Regions from separate parts of the Mus musculus genome. Here region 1 is linked to region 2. A link is a contact called in public Hi-C data. All regions are on one chromosome and are shown on one strand. Each heading gives the region's core, a stretch centred on a gene start, on an enhancer-like site or on the middle of the called end of the contact. The rest is flanking DNA. Distances are from core to core; before and after follow the strand shown. Region 1 has its middle 38 kb from the start of Gm39384. Region 2 has its middle 48 kb from the start of Sh3bgrl2.

The links. Hi-C and Micro-C count contacts between places; a contact is called where the count stands out from the background.
Region 1: a Hi-C map of rod photoreceptor shows a contact between it and region 2, with 4 times the contacts expected there. The contact joins two enhancer-like sites. A contact is called at or near these places in 2 of 39 promoter capture datasets (hippocampal neurons and liver), 42 of 484 Hi-C or Micro-C datasets (the AML12 cell line, the AtT-20 cell line, B cells and 28 more) and 2 of 115 datasets of contacts at active chromatin or transcription factors (embryonic stem cells and liver).

Annotation. Positions count from the first base shown.
Region 1 is chr9:83,608,637-83,613,935 of GRCm38.p6, reverse strand. No RefSeq gene overlaps it. Among named protein-coding and RNA genes, the nearest start is that of Gm39384, 38 kb to the right of the region's middle. Within about 2 kb of position 3,810, at least 19 of the 459 cell types and tissues checked have an H3K27ac peak or open chromatin away from gene starts, as enhancers often do. A contact at or near this core is called in rod photoreceptor, where this site is marked.
Region 2 is chr9:83,498,122-83,503,532 of GRCm38.p6, reverse strand. No RefSeq gene overlaps it. Among named protein-coding and RNA genes, the nearest start is that of Sh3bgrl2, 48 kb to the left of the region's middle. Within about 2 kb of position 3,407, at least 2 of the 459 cell types and tissues checked have an H3K27ac peak or open chromatin away from gene starts, as enhancers often do. A contact at or near this core is called in rod photoreceptor, where this site is marked.

The DNA of each region.
Region 1 (5,299 bases), core at 2,561-5,060, 110 kb before region 2:
AAAATGCTCCTAAGGATGCAGCCACTGCCCACCAGCTCGTCTGAATTGCTCCTCTGTCTTCTGTCTGTGAACACCTCCGCATGGCTGCCAGCACCTCTGTCTTCCTTGTTCTCATTTTCACTGCGTGATTTCTGGGTTCCCCTGTGTTTCTGTGGGGTGCCGGCACATTTGCTACTAGAAGTCCACCTGCCCAAACTTACATTTGTTTGTTTGTTTGTTTGTTTGTTTTTGTCCTTAGTAATTCTCTTCAGGCATGGCTGGATCTATTTCATTTCTTTTTACTATTTCAGGACTTCGGGAAAACTGAAGCACTTCGCCCAAAAACTTCCACTGAGTCCAATCCCAAGGTTGTGTCCTCGTGTTCGCCTGCCCTGACTTTTGGATGGTTTCTCTCCCCCTTGCCTTTTCCTATAATGGTGAATATTGGTTTCTCATGTTGGCCAATATCTCCTTTTCTGCCCTCTGGGACTTCATGGGCTATTTCATTACAGCCACCAGGATGTCAACGGGGTGAGCCTATGTGCTTACACTGGCCATTTCACCTGCATCTCAAAACAGCCTGTTTCCCTACTTGGATTAATACCATCCATTAGCTGAGTTTTAACATTTTCGTGCCTTCCTTTCTCTTCTCCCTCAGGAGGAAACAAAGCATCTTCATGGCTGTGACCTCAGGTCAAGTCTTCATCGCTGAGGTGACTTTCTAACTAGTCAATAGACCTCTGTCCTCATATGACCCTCACCCCGACCCCTCACCTGCCATCCACTCATTTCCTTAAAACCCAGACATAATTATTTGGTACTCTTAACTGCAATCCTTCAATGTTTCCCTGAGCCGATAACAACAATTCTCACATATCAACGTGTTCGTGAATCACCCAAAGACCTTGTCAAAATGGAATTCTGACTGGAGTGGCCGCCACAGAGATGATCTTTGGGCCACGCTTTCAGTAGCCAGATCTTAAAGATTCAAATCTCATAGTATGAAATTCCAGTCCCCTTATGACCAGGCCCTTGTTCAGAACACCTGGTTGCCTGTGCTGGTTCCAAATCGTTATTCTATCCCAGGCCTGTGCACAGGCTGCTACTGCTGATGGAGGCTCTTCTGAGAAACTCCTTTCTATGGATCGTAATTCGAGTTTTCAAATAAGTTCCTCTAACGTGATATTTCTGGTGCTCTGTCCATGACAGAAAGGGGTTAAAAAGCTCCCCCTCTATGCACTTTTATTCTGGGTCCTTTTTGTTTGTTTTCAGTGCTAGAGAGCAGGCCGCTGTGCCTGCTAGTGGACCCCTTTGAAGTAGTCACGTAATATTTAAAGTAGCAGAATGATATGCACACCTTTGTCTCTCATCTTTACTGTGTAGCTGGCCCATGGTTCCCTCGGGGTGGGGAACTGTATTAGTCAGCGTTCTCTCTCAGGGAACAGAACTGGTAAAATTATTATCTAGGCCAAGAATTAATATAATATAAAACCCAAGAGTTTGGTAGTTGTTCAGTCCACGGGACCGGGTGATGTCCCTATTGTCCCGATCTGGCTGGAGTCCTAGAATGCTGATGGTCATCCATCTATGTTGGGATCCCAAAGAAGCAGGTTTTAATGGCAGCAAAGGGATGCTTCAGTACAAACTTGCCAGCGAGGGCACACAGGCAAATAACACAAGTATCCTTCTGTGTCATATGTGGGCTGTCGCCAGAAAGTGCCACCCAGATTTAGGGTGGATGTCCCCACCTCAAACGACTCTTCACGGCATGCCCAGATACTTAGGTTTTACTTGACTCCAGATGTAGTCGAGCTGATAACCAAGGTCAGCTATCACGAGAACCTTTGTGCAATGCCTGGCGCAAAGTGAGCTTATTGTTCATCCCGCTTTCTTTAAGGGAACCTTCTTCACAGGCTGTGCGCTGATCCTTGACCCTCCCAGGTCTCCGGCCACACTTCACATCCCTTTCCATAGCCTGTGATGTACGCACCGGCTGTGGATGAGGCCACATTCAGGAGTTCAACATCAAAGACCATTTCTATAACTAGTAGGGAAGGGATGTTTCACAAGCTCTTTGGCGTGAAATGGTTCAATGATATCACAATTGTCTCACGTGTCTTAACAACTCACACTTGGGTTGTTAGCATGGAGATTTTTTTTTTCAAACTTAATGAAAATCTCCCTGAATTGTTCCTGAGGCTAGCGGGAAGAGAACAGAACTGTGAAAGAGCCTCACAAAAAAATATATATTTTACATCTTTCTAGAAATGTTCTTTTAATATTTTCACTGGGTCATCAGTTCTAGCTTTATAGTTTCTTTTTATCATTAGACATGGCTAACAAAGAGGTAGATTAAAATACTTTTGAAATCTTTGACTGTTTGGCCAGGTTGTACAATCTCCTATAGGACACAGAAGTAATGCTTTTGTGAGAAATCACCCTCCCCTTTCCCTCCCTCCTTCTCTCCCTCTCTTTTCTTGTTCCCTCCCTTCCCTCCCCCACCCCCAGAGAGATATTTTCGTAGGAGAATCTCTCTCATAACATAGCTAAACCTCATCTGCCACTTTTAGTAAAATCATCGAATATCTTATTGATCATAGCAACTAATAAAGTATGTGTACATTTGAACCTTTGCATGTTGTTATTTGCTCTGTTTTAAAGCTATTCACTTGGCTAACTCTTCCTTATCGGTCAGACATAGAACTAACTGCCTCATCTGAACTAACCTCCTCCTGGTTAACGCTGCTAGAAATCTGATTTATTTGCTTCATCCGCATCCTTTCTTCTTTAGAGTCAGGGACTTTAAATATCCTTAGCCTGGATCACAGGGTTAGCGCGCGCAATGCTCAAGGTAGGCAGGATAATGTTCTTGGCTAAAGATAGTGCGCGGATGCACTACTTCACCCTGGCGGCAGCAGGAAGCTGATGGGAGCTCCTGGAGATGAAGAGGTTACGCTGGATTATTATGTATGGTGACCCAAGGTAATCACTGGGGTCCTCTCAAGAATGAGGAGGAGTGTCTGAGCAAAAGGAAGAGACAGGAAGTAGCATGCTAGGATTCGTGATGTGACTGTCAACCAGGCAGCCTCAAGGGGCCGAGAAGACGAGGCAGCTGATTTTCTTCTGGAACAAACAGAAGCCATCCCACTTAACTCTTGGCATCAGCCTGTGAGACCTCTAGCCTGAATTTTACATGCATCCATGTTGGGAGCCGCCACATCTAGATGGCTTGTCAGCAGCAGGGAGTCGCTGCAGTGTTAATTAATGTTGCTGTGGAGAGTGTCACAGAGATGCGCCCCTGTGCCTCTCTTCCCTCCTCTCCTGTGTGGTAATTCCTCTTCCTTAGCAGCAAAGGAAGGGCTGATCACTGTGGCTTTCCGACCCATAGTGTTTCTGCTCCTGACTTTCTGCTGGTTCAGCAAGTAAAGTTTTCTATTGCCCCGGGCACTGTGTGGCTTCCCCCAGAGCCTGCATCATAGTTACAGATTTTCTATTGCAAAGCATATGAGATCCTGTGGTTGATAACGTGAAGAATCTGACTTGTTCTATAATTTACTTTAGAGAAAACTCTCGATCCTTGGACAGTGAGCTTGCAGAAGGTAAACCTTTGCAGGTCTGCTTCCACTCAGGCTAGACTTTCCCCTCCACAGGAGCACCCCCCCCCCATCTTTCTAGAATGAGGTTTCCTGACGCCTTAGGCAATCTAAAGTCGTGTAAAGATTCACATGCTGCAAAAGGCTTCTGAAAAGGCCACTGCCACCTTCAGGGTTCTCTTCATTTGTTCTGGTAATGGTTAAAATGAACAGGAAGCCCTCTACTTGCATCTAGACATCAGGCCTCTAGGTGTCGCTGCTGCCCAAGCCCTGTTATACAAATGCCAGCCTGCTCAATACATACTGCTTTCTCAAGATTTATCCAGCGTGTGTGTGTGTGTGTGTGTGTGTGTGTGTGTGTGTGTGTGTGTGTGTGAATTACAGACCATTATCACTCTTCTCCCTTTCTGTATAAAATTAAAGGGATGAAATCATGTACCTGGTTACCAGTAAATGTCATCCCTTTTGTTCTATGCTCCTCTTTAGCACTAGAATATCCAGGCTCCTTTTGTTAGATGGGTCTTGCTTATCTGTTCAGATGGCCTCAGATTAGCAATGCTCTTGCTTCAACCTCCCAAACAGCTGAGGCTGCAGGTGTGTGCCATCACACAGACTGGATATGTTATTTAACTACCTCTTTATTAAAAGTATACCCAGATCTATATACAGAAGTGATTACCTTTGTATAGCATATGCCAGTAGTTTCCCTCCCACTAGATGTATCTGCGGTTTTAGAATCAACTGTGAGTCACGTTGCTTTTCAAGGTCGTGGGAAGGCATCAGAGAGTTCATTAGAGATCTGGAAACACCATGGCCAACCTCGAGTCACTTAAAGGCTGGTGCCTTCCGTGTCTAAGAGTTTGCTCATTAGAAACTATTTTGAAATAAGAATGCTACATAAAAGAACTTAGAAGGCCTTTGTTCTACTTTGGTTTCTGTTTCTGGGACAAACACCATGATAAAAAGCAACCTGGGAAGAAAAGTCATTGTGTTGTCTTACAGCTTATGGTCCTCCATGAAGAGATGTCAGGGTGGGAACTCAGGCAGGATCACCTGCCCAGGGTGGCACCGATCTCAGTAGGCTGGGCCGTCCCATTATCAACCATCAATAAAGAAAATGCTTCACAGATGTGGCCACCAGCCATTCTAATGAGGCAAAGTCTCAACTGAGGCTCCCTCTTCCCATGTGATTAGTTTGTATCAAGTTGACAAAAAGTACCCAGCACAGCCTTGGAGATAGGTGACAAGTCTGCTATCAAGAACGATCTTGTCCCACATGACCTTCCGTGACCTTTCACCCTTTCCTCCATATGACCAGATGCAGGGACGCTGTCTCAATGCTAAATGTGACAATTTCCTCCAACACCATTGGCTGAGCCATTCCTTTTGCCACTAGCATCACTCACTTCAAATAAAAATGTATTTTATTTTTAGCTGCGTGCATGTGTGTGGGTATTTGCACAAGATTGCAGGTGGAGGCTGGAGGCACTGGATCCCCTGGAGCTGGGATTACAGGCCAGGTGAGCTGCAGATGCAGAGCACGGAATTCGAGTCTTTTGTACACAGTTACCTGGTGAGCCAACTCTCTAGCCCCTCAGCACTGTCTGGGTGCCATTCTCTGCAGTTACACTGACTTTGTAACTTATGGTTGCTGAAGGTCATGCTTCATAGCCTTGGCCCAGACAATGTCGGCCGGCTAAGACACAGGAACAGCCTTTTGAAAGATA
Region 2 (5,411 bases), core at 2,158-4,657:
ATTTTCATCTTCATAAAATATGATTTATCACTGGGAGTTTTGTGCATTCCAAATGATAATGGTGATGGGGGGTCAAATTATATCATCTCAAAATCTATTACTTTAGTAAGCCAATTATTCTGAGCTGAGAGGGACTGAACAACAGATATAGAATGGCACCTTCAAAGATGTACTTCCTACCTGAAAGTAGAGTGCAAATTCAGGCAGAGAATGTAATCCTACTGATAGCCTTCTCAGGCACAGGGAGTTGACACTGAGAGGAATTTTAATGAGAATGGCCCCCATAGGTTCATAGGTTTGAATACTTGATCACCAATTGGTAGAAATGTTTGGGAAGGGTTAGGATATGTAGCGTTTTTGGAGGATGTGTGCCATTAGAGGCAGGTTCTGAGGCTTCAAAAGCCCATGGCACTCTGAGTTAGAATAGCTCCATCTACACTATTCTTATGGATTAAGACGTGAGCTCTCAGCTACGACCACAGAGCTATGCTTCATTGTTGTTGCCACGCCCCATGACATGATGGGCATGGTCTTGTTACCTTTTTAAACTGTAAGCCTCCTGTCTCGGTTTGGGTTTCTATTGCTCTAATGAAACACCATGGCCAAAAAGCAAGTTGGGGAGGAAAAGGTTGATTTGACTTATACTTCCACATTGCTGTTAATCACCAAAGAAGTCAGGATAGGAAGTCAAACGGGGCAGGACCTGAAGGTAGAAGCTGAGGCAGAGGCTATGAAGGGGTGCTGCTCACTGGCTTGCCTCCCCTAGCTTGCCCAACCTGCTTACTTACTGAACCTAGGACCACCAGATCAGGGATGGCCCCACCCACAAAGGGCTTCCCTCAGTGATCACTAACGGAGAAAATGCCTTACAGCTAGAGCTCATGGAGGCACTTCTTCAACTGGGCTTTCTTTCTTTCTTATAACTCTAGCTTGTGTCAAGTTGACACTAAACCAGCCAGTATACCTCCCCACCCCCCAATAAATTCTTCTATACGTTTCTTTGATCATGGTGTCTTACCATAGCAATAGAAGAGGCATGAAAACAAATCTATACAAGCAATCATACTAAAATAAAACTCATCTTTATAAGCCCTGCCCATGTGTTAACTACATTGTCACTGTCCCACAGCTTAATGTCACTCATCCAAACTCCACATGTCCATTCCCACAAATTTATCATTAAGATGGCAAACAAATTTTTAGGTTTATCAGGTTCATTAAATCCAAATTTTTAACATATGAAGGTTTCTATGCCATGTATGAAATAGTAACTTCAGGACAGGGGAATGTAGATCAGTCATAGAACACTTGCCTAGCATGTGAACAGTCCTGTGGTTAATACCCAACACTGAAAATGAAGGAGGGGACAGGGAAAAGGAAGGGAGGGGGCAGTCAGAGCAGGAACCTGGTGGCAAGAAGTGAAGCATAGACTGTTGAAGAATAATGCTCACATCCTTGCTCCCATTGAACTTCCTTTTATGTGTGCCTGGGCCTACTTGCCTAGGCGTGGCACCACTCCTAGTGGGCTGAGAGCTCCCATATCAATTAGTGTCTTAGTTACTGAGTTCAAATCCCAGCAACCACATGGTGGGTCCCAACCACCCATGAGATCTGATGCCCTCTTCCAGTTCTGACACACTGTAGGTGTACACAACTACAGTGTACTTATTTAAAATAATAAATAAATCTTTGGGCCAGAGTGGGGCCGACTGGCGTGAGCGGGGTTGACTGGAGTGAGCAGAGGTCCTAAATTCTATTACAGTGAAGAGACACCATGACTGGGGCAATTTACAGAAGAAAGCACTTAACTGGGGGCTTGCTTACAGTTTCAAAGAGTTAGACCATGATCATCATGATCATCATGGAGAGCATGTTAGCAGGCAGGCAGATAGGCAGGCAGGCAGGCAGGCAGGCAGGGTGCTAGAGCAAGTAGCTGAGAGCTTACGTCCTTAACCAGAGGCACAAGGCAGAGAGAGAGTGCAGGGATTTTAAAAGTTCAAAGCCTACCCCCAGTGACACCTGTTCTCCAACAAGGCCACATCTCCTAATTCTGCCTAAACAGTCCACAGACTGGGAACCAAATATTCTTATATATGAGTTTATGGGGGGTGTTCTTATTCAAACCACCACAACAATTAGCAATCAAGAACATGCCCCACAGACAAGCTCACAGGCCAGTCTGATAAGGTGATTTCTCAGTTGAGAAAATAAATTGTATAAACTTATGAGAAGTAATCAGCACAAAACCCAGTTACTAACTCTTTCCTTTCAATTTTTAATAAGATAAAATTGTTTTACTTGATTCAAGTCAACAGTCCTAGTTTCTTTTTCTTTTTTTAATGTAGCATTTTCTCATGCTCCATGATCCTTGTGTACTTCAGTGAGTGAGATGAGTCCCCAGGAGAGACAGAAATAGCAGTCACAGGAATGAAAAGCTAATATTAGAGCCATTCTGGCCTCATAGGCAACCTCTACCATCAGTTGCTGCATTCTCTCATCCCTACATCCTTTCAAATAAGTAGCTCCTTTATACTAAAATTTCTCTCCGTTTTTGAAAAGATACAGAGCAATTTCCATGCCATATAATTTTCTCTCAGATAAGCTCCCTTGGAAAGGGATTACTATAATCGCAATAGAATTGAATAGGTAGAAAAATACTGACGATAGTTATGGGGGCCTGTGGAAAACTCGAAAGGCCTGAGTGTTAAGGGAAGTTTTGAGGCAGGAGACTTTGAGAAGTGTATTCTTTACTTTAAAAAGCATAGCCCAGACAGGAGTGGATCTCTGGTCTAAATGGTGAGGATACAACGTGAGTAACAAACTTACATTTTCCTCTCTCCCATCCTTCAGAGGGAGGAGCCAGGGAAGGAAGGACAGGTAAGGGAGAGATGGGACTACACAGGACCAATTGCAATCCTTCCTTACTTCGGCATCCAACCACCTTCTGAATATAAGCCTTCTTGCTGCCCTAGCTTGATACCTACGGAGATGGAGGTCTATTGTAGGAGCGACATGGCAAATGAGAGCTCCTGGCAGAGACCTGTGGCATCTCTCCAGCTCTGACATTGACACATGGACCTTAACCTGTTCAATTTATCATCTGTAGACTGGACCGATACTTCCTGCTCTTCCTGTCTCACACGCCTGTGATAAACAATTCATGTGAAAATGTGTCAATAGTTGAATGAATGGGCAGTTTTAAGTACTTCATCCAAAGCACCATCAAGTGAATTATTTTATGATAATTTTCAACAACTGAGGATTTTAGTACTTTTGTCAGGACCACTTGGGGAATTTAGATAAAAATATGTCGTCCTGGATACCCAGAACTGCATCTGATTAAGGTGGTTCCAACCTGCTCTGCATTGTTTCTAAGTCCAAGAAGCTCCAGTGCAGATTAGTCATAATCACCTTAGTGACACTGAGCAAAGTGTGGTCCTTGAGTGACAGAGACTTTCTAGGCTCAGAGGGGCTTAACTCAGAAGGAGGTCGTGTGCTGAAAGCCCATGGTCACACAAAACTTCCAATTGTTCTGAGGTCTTGCCTCACAATTCAGACGAATGATTTTCAAGCACCACAGGAATAGGTGGGCTTCTAGAAAGGAATTTGGTATAGGTTTGTTGATGAGAGCCTAAGAAGATGAGCAAGTGGAAGAAAAGAGTGAGAAAGCCAAGAGAGAACCAGAGAGCCAAAGAGAGAGAACAAGAGGGCCAGAGAGAGGGGAAGAGGGGGGGGGGACTGGGAGGGCTTGGGAGGGGGAGGAGCTCCTATAAAGCAGAAGCAGGATTCAGAGATGGGGAAACTTTCATGGGACTTATGGTAGAAATGATTGAGGCATGGTGTGAGCTAGTCATTCGCATTGGCCCGCTGTCGGTTTGCTCTTTGTTGCTGTAATAAACGCCATGACCATAAGCAACAGGGGAGGAAAGAGTTCCTTTAAGGTTATAGTCATCTACGGAAGCCAGGGCAGGAGCTCAAGGCAGGAACGTGGAGGCAGAAATGAAGCAGAGGCCATGGAGGGAAGCTGCCTACTGCCTTAGTTCCTTGCTTGTGTTCAGCTACCCACCTGCTTAGGGGAGGGTCCTTCTCATAACAAGCTAGGCCCTACTACATAAATTAGCCATCAAGGAAAATGCCCTACAGACATGGCATTTTCTCTGGGTTGTGTCAGATTAACAGATCATGCTAACTATACCATCCAATGACAAGGTATCCATGTGCTTTGACATAGCAATGGGTTGTGGCATACACAGAACCTCTGGCTGAAACATTTCTGGCAAGTCTGACCTCTGGCCAGGCCAAAACCAAAACCAGCACAGGAATCAGGGTCTCTGCCTGGAGTGCTTATGACATTTCTGGCCAAAGACAAGAATCAAAATTGTTTGTTTTTCATGTCGCTGTTGCGATTCTCTCTCTTGTTTACAACTCTCCCCATCCATAACTACCTCCATGGAACTGTGCAATGGCTGGTCTGGCTTTTTAGAGCTCCGTTGGGTATTCTGGTGTGGTAGTAGGGTCACCCCTCCAGTGGTCCCATCTAAGGGACTTCAGAAATGCTACAGTGGTTCCATTTGAATAAAAGTCAGGCGGAGGGAGGAAATGTAGTCTTTGCCTGGATACAGATATGTGGGAGGATTAAAGGCTCGAGGAAAAGCAGGGGCAGTGAAACAGAGCCCTTTGGCAGAGAATGATTCCATCCTGCCAGGAGTAGAAAAGAGTTCATGCAAAAAGGTTAGCGGTACAGTCCTAGGGAGAAAGCCAGGAGATTCCAGAACAAAAAACATTTAAAAATGTCCCAAGCCCTTTGGAGCTGCTCCATAGTCTCACAAGGGCATCCATCTGTGCCTGGCTTACTGGGCTCCTCCCCAGGTTTATCCTTATCTGGCCCCAAGGCCAACGAACTCAAGATTTAATCTCAGGCGTGGAGGTAGCTAGTGAGGTGGCTAGGATCACAGTATGAAGTCCCTTCCTGTTGGCCCTCCCTGTTGGCCTGTGTCTGCTTCTCCCGCTCAGGATAGCCAGGCCCCTTGTGCACTGGGCTGGACTAGAAGAGAGTTTAGCCGGGCACGGGTGGGTGCAGGCAGGATCTTGGTCCGCGGTGAGTGCACCGGCAAAGAACACACACTCCACACTCAGAGGGAACAGCTTTGGAACACTGGTTCAGTTTAGTGGGGAGGGAGAAAGTAGTATTTGTGTCCCTGGGGAGATGTCCAGGGTCTCTGGGGGCAAGGTTTGTGTGACTGTGAACAATTGGCCAGGGCAGGGATGTTGGAAGATGCTTCATTTGCATATTCACGGGCTATGGGGGGAGGGGGCACAACATAACCTTATAAGGACGAACAGAGAGTAAAGACTGCTAACTGTCAGGGTAATAAATTCTTTTTATTCATAGCTATATAAACTATTAACAG